2 separate regions of the Columba livia genome follow, and region 1 is linked to region 2. The links are chromatin contacts, called in public Hi-C maps. All regions are on one chromosome and are shown on one strand. The core of a region is the stretch at or near the end of the contact, and the rest is flanking DNA. Distances in the headings are between cores, read along the strand shown. Region 1 has its middle 22 kb from the start of ZNF644. Region 2 holds the start of BRDT (bromodomain testis associated).

Region 1 (2,951 bases), core at 29-2,528, 280 kb after region 2:
CCAACAGCAGTAGGTATCCCTGAGTATCTGCAAGATGAGGGTGGCGTGTGGGTATAGGAAATCCAGTCGGCCTTTCAAGATGAGTAGGTGAGGTTTGGGTGGCAAAGTCATGGGAATGGTAACTGATTGCTGCTGATACTTACTGAGATGACAGCAAATCTCCTCTATATTAATGTTCAACTTCTGAGACTAGATTGAATCTTACTTTATTAAAGAAAAGGTAGGAAGCCTAGAAGTAGCTCTTTAATTTTCAACTGGAAAATACAATTTTGAAATCCATTATCTTAGGAATGCAATAAGCTAACAAAGTAATAACTGATGTTAAACCTACTTTGAATGTTATTTAAAGTACTTCTCAGATGAAACAAAAGTTGGTAGGTTGGTGTCAGCTTCACTTGAACATCGGCTTTGCTTATGCAGTTGCCCACACGAGGAAGACAGGTTGATCGGCAGGCATTTTCTGGCTACCTGGTTGTTTGGGAACTATCAAAGGCTAAAGCATCATTATGTGATTCATAAATGCTTCCATTTGCTATTTGTTCCAACAAAAGGCTGTTGTAACAGAATCAGTGTTGTAAGTGCAGTTCTGGCCATGAGGACTTCATGATGAGCACCAGACATCCCGCATCTTCAGGAATCTTCAGCGTTAGAGAGAAAAGACCTGTTAGTCTGTCCCCCACCACCGCTGAACTGTTCCCCTTGGCACATTATTGATCTCTCCTGGTCAATCTGCATCTGATGCCATGTATACATCTGTCCTATTGTTCCCCACACTATAATGCTGTCCTGTTTTCTCAAATGTTGTTTTATTTTCTTTGTCTTTCCCCTGTGTTTCATCTTCCTTTGTGTATTTGTATAACACACTTGCTCTCTCTGTTGTTTTCAACTTCTAATTTAATGCCACTGGTGAATTTCTCAGTCTCTCAGCAGATCATTAGAAAGAGACTATGCAGGACTGCTTGTAAAAGGAAACACTGCATTCCCAAGACAGGTCACAGGCTGGTGTGTATCAGTACTCTTTGTTTTGGAACTTTTAGCTTTAAGTCTTTAACAGATGCAAAATGATTTCTGGATCTCCTGTTTGCCACTTCACTGTAAGAATACAAGGAACACAAATTCAAAGTTGCAGGACTTGAAAGGAGCTGTGCAGCCCTAGGGAAAGGGCAGTTTGCCACGTAAGCAAAACAAAACCCAAATGAATAAAATCCCAGCCCAGCCACAAAACTAGTCTGTCCCCAGCCTATGGGCAGGTGAGGAAAGCCCTTTCCTCCTTCCCGCTCTCTGTACAGTCTGTTTCAACTTAACTGTTGTGCTCAGTGGCTGGAGAGTTGGCAGAAATTGATGTGTGCCTGACATACATTGTGAAAGGTGGAGCTGGCACGCCTCTGCTGTAAGGGGAGAGGAGTTCTGCTCTTTGTTGCCATTTTGGTGCTGCTGTGAGAAACCTGGAGTCACAGGCTTGCTTTAATCCAGCAAAAACCTCTGTGGCTAATGCTGTCAAAAGCATTTGTGTGCTGTGGTGAGTGTCAGAGTTGGACGAGGGAATAAATCCACTGTGAGCTACTACTGTGTTGCCTCCTCGGGTCGTCCTGAATGCTGATATTGACGCAAAGGAGGGAGCTGTTGGTGCAGGGTGGGAAGATGGGCTCCACAGAGTGAGCAGTGTTGGCACAGGGTCAGTGGAGAGGGAGGCTCTTGGTGCATGAGTCTCTCCCTGGTGCCTGGCCTGAGGATGGGGATGGCACTGCTGTGCCTGCGAGGGCTGCACTTGGCAGGTGATGCCCAGGGTGAATCTGTGCCCAGGCATTGAAGCAGCGTTGGACTGACAGACCCATCCCTTCATTTTGCTTGTGTTTCCAGCTGGAGTTTTTCGCTAGCAAAGCTCTTGTTCTCAGCCCTTTGTTAGGCTAGGGGAGAAGGTCTCATAGTTGCACCACCAGCTGGGTTAAAGGATGGCCTTGGGTGGCAGCAGGATTTCTGAAAGTGCCCTGCAGGCTACATCTCCTGGCACAGACTCCCTGTGCCCTTGGTCCTCTTCAGCTGCAGTGCGGGAGGCAGCATAGCATTGCCTGGATGGTAGTTTTAACTCTTTGTTACCTAAAATTCAGTGTCCAAGCAACACAGCAGTAAATAAAGCACTAGGCCCTTTGTAGAAAGTCACATCCTTCATGTTGCCTCTGCTACTGGTGTAAGTAATGTTGTGTGCAGCTCCCCAAGCACGGACTGGGAATTAGGGAGTGTAAAGTGTGTCTCAGGGGGATGGTTGCAGCCGTGAATGTTTGAGGCTTGATAATGCCCACTGGTGCTGGATGAACTTGCTGTCAGGTAACTGCATAGATAATGTTTAGCCTCGGTCAACAGCAGGGCTGTAAACTGAAACAAACAGCTCTCTCCTGATTACTTCTTCTAGACAGGATGATGCGGAAGGAAATAGAATTAAAAATTAATTTTGAAATGAGCTCAAGTCTTTTTACTAACCACTTTAAAACATCTGATATTAACGAAGGAACCTATTTAAAATAATGGTAAACTGCCATCTGCTGGTAAAAAAGTAATGCATGGAATGAACAAGCAGGCTTCTGAAGAGAAAAACAGTTCTTTTGTATTTGACGTGCTGCAGTCAAATATATACATGATATGGAAGCTGCATATATTTATTTTACTGTTTTTCATCTTCATTTGCATTTTCATATAGAATATGCTAAACAGATGCCTATAACATAACTAACTCTAATGACAAGCACAGAAAACCAAAGACAATAAGAATAAAGAATGAGGACTAATAAAAGCAGATGAGCGATCAGGATGGTGACAGCCACCAAATGTGTCCTATTTACATTGCTAATAATGAATCACAAGTGCTTCCTTTTTTGATTCCCTCCACAGACCCTCCCTTATGACCAGAATTGTAGCACTGAGAAACGTTTCTTGGCTTCTTCAGTTTGATTTTG
Region 2 (2,904 bases), core at 97-2,596:
GCATCAATAATGCCTAAAGAAACCAGGAGATTAAGTTTTTTGTATGTAACAGTGTCTTATGCTTAGACACCTAGCTTCTAAAAAACTTAACTTGTGCTTTAGAAACTAACTTCCATGCCAACCAAAGAGCTAAGACCGCATCTTCTAAAGGACAAAAAAAGGGTTTACATTTGGGTCACTCTCTCCTTTACTACCCACCTGAGCTCCCCTCAATCACACAGTACTCTTATCTAGCTTAAAAATAAAAATTTGTGTACTGAAGCTAAAGTGTGATCAGATTCCAATCAGCTAGATTGCTTGATATTTTTCAAACCCTGCCTTCCCAGCCCTGTGCATCCTTGAGCTGCTGAGGCAGGTCCCAAATGAGAAACCTTGACTGGTTCCCTAGGGCCCAGTTTGAAACTCTTGGCTAACCTGTTAAAGGTATGTTTTACAGTTTTAGAGTAAAAAGCAAATAACTTCCATAAATTTCACAACGAGATAAGTCAAGGCTTTTGGCAAAATAGCACATCTTGTGATAATCAAAACAATTTTTTTTTAAGAAAATATTATTCTCTGTCTCTGATAGCTCCCTGAAAGCAGGTATTAGCCAGCCTACTGAAAAGGTGGCTGTTTCCCCTTGTAGCTCAGCATTCTAGCTACTACACCAACATAGGAACTATGTATATCCTCCTACTAGTCAGGAACAACAGTTCATAGAAATATTAGCATACCACATAACAGCATACAGGCTACTAAACTCCATGCACCAAGAACATTTCTTAACAGGTTTAGCTGATAGTCAATTATCGCACAAAAATTTTATAAACAATATTGAGTCCCCCCAGCTAACACATCAAGGCCACCCAGAACCGAGCACAGTCTTCTTATTCCAAGCAGCACAACCTTTTCTTTCAGAAGGACCACTAACAACTACAGACACCCATAAAATAGCATTTCATTATTTTTAAGGTCTCTCATGGGTTACATCAAACAAACATTAGCTGTAGAGACAACCCACATAAATATTAGATCCTGAGAAACCACTGACTTACAGCTGCTACCAGTACCAGCCAGCCTCAGGCAATCCAAAACTGAACTGCCACCCTCAGAGCAGACCAGACTTGTTTTTACCTTTATTTTAAGAAAAGACACAACTCATTTCTTCCACACCTAAGAAACAAAGAGCAGAGCTTTGAGAGAACACCAGGGGAGCCTTTATAGTCTGCTTCCTCCCTCATTTTGCTCTCCAGCACACACCTGTAACCCTTACTAAAACCTGCCCTATCAGCCATCTCATTAGAAAGTTATCAGTATAGAACAGGAACAGCTGCTTACTTACAGCAGATCTACTCACTAGTTAGTCAATAAAACGTGGTGGAGTGATACAAAAAGATGAGTGGTTATACTTAGATCAGTTTTGTTTTCATTTTCTTAGCTCAGCTTCAAAGTCTTAAGCTTCAAGATAATGGTAATGCTCATGTTTTATCAATTATCCTGAGTTATGCTATGTTCTGGTATAAGAGGAGTGCATAAATAGTGTCTCTAGTTAAGGACTCTACAGTATTCACACCTTCCTTTACTGTCAAGTTCCATGGCTTAAATTAAAAACCAAATGCATTTAGCAATGCTGCTGTGGCGTAAGTGTGAGGACTAGGTTGTTTTCTAACAAATTCAATTTGTTGTAATTAAAGCTACAAAGAATTGGAATTTAGACAGCTTGTTTTGAATTTTGGCTATTGGCTAAGCTTTTGTCTCTCTCAGTACACCTACAAATTTCAGCCCTTGCATGCTGTAGTACAAAAATCAGTTTTCTGTTTAGCTTGTTGTTTCACTCAGGTGCATGTGTCAGTTTGAGACCAAAACCTGTTTGGATTCTTATCATGCAAGTGATTGATCTGCCTGCTTTTCCCTCTCTTTTATTTCTTCTTTTTTTTTTTTTTTCCCTAGCAAGATGTCCTGGTTGCTAGGCCAACATTACTTAGAATTCTTTGTTTTCCTGGCAAAAGCATGAAGTACTGGTATAGAATCTAAAACATCTAGGTAGAACCAGCATGTATTCTGACTTAAGCAGCCCAATCTGTTAGGACCATATGGATGAAGCTGTTGAGGAAAGTAGCAAACAGCTGCTACCTCTGCCACCTCTATGGAGCTGACAGTGAGTAATGCAAAGTTTATTCTTTACAGGTGACAGGAAGGGGATATATTTACTGAGATGGAAATTATTCCTGTATTTGAAGCAGAGCAAGTGATAGAAGCCTTGTTCAATGATAAAAAGCAAGGAAGGGGAGTGCAGTTCTCTGTAGGTAGGTCTTGAGATTTGTTGAATTGTGTGATTTCACTCAAAGACAGTCACTGGGAGAGTGAGGTTTTGCTGCTGTTGATGGAATTGGACAATGAGGTGGGAAGGGTGCTATCAAAAGAAAGGTGAAGCTGTTGCCCATGAAGTGTATGTATTTGCTGTCTTACTCTGCTTTCTGCCTTTAGCTTCTGGCTTGTCACTGCTTAATCCTCCTTTGAGTTGCTTTTTGTCTTGTAAAAATTTAAGTCAGCTGGATTTGTTAGGCTATGCTGTGAGCAGGGAAACACTATGGAAATCAGACTGGTTTGGTTTGTAATCACTTAAAAAACTGAGTTTTAAATAAATCACCAGCTTTCTGTATCTGATGTTAAAATAAACTGAAAAAGAATGTGTTACAATAATTTTTGTTAAATATGGTGTTGAAAAAAAGACTTGAAAAATACTGTAGTATTCCTTGTTGCCTCTGCAGTCTCAGTGCTTGCTGCAAGTTCTGGTTCTGTCTGGCTGTGACCTGCGGGCATGGAGCTGCAAACAGGACTTCTGGCAGTTCTCCCAAAGGTAGTGACTGGGCAGAGAAGGCCACAAAAAAGTGGGAAGAGGCCGTCACCTTTGTGGTTTTATCC

The links. A called contact is a pair of places that touch in the nucleus more often than the background predicts.
Region 1: a Hi-C map of liver shows a contact between it and region 2, with 6 times the contacts expected there. The contact joins the enhancer-like site here to the promoter of BRDT in region 2. A contact is called at or near these places in 2 of 2 Hi-C or Micro-C datasets (crop and liver).

What each region holds. Positions count from the first base shown.
Region 1 is chr8:25,028,018-25,030,968 of bColLiv1.pat.W.v2, forward strand. No RefSeq gene overlaps it. Among named protein-coding and RNA genes, the nearest start is that of ZNF644, 22 kb to the right of the region's middle. Within about 2 kb of position 1,279, at least 1 of the 3 cell types and tissues checked has an H3K27ac peak away from gene starts, as active enhancers do.
Region 2 is chr8:24,742,999-24,745,902 of bColLiv1.pat.W.v2, forward strand. BRDT (bromodomain testis associated) reads right to left here and starts at 1,347. Exons shown (of 18, transcript XM_021292480.2): 1 at 1,114-1,347. It overlaps LOC110361442 (a long non-coding RNA gene), which reads left to right. Exons shown (of 6, transcript XR_010474378.1): 5 at 2,167-2,285; 6 at 2,751-2,904.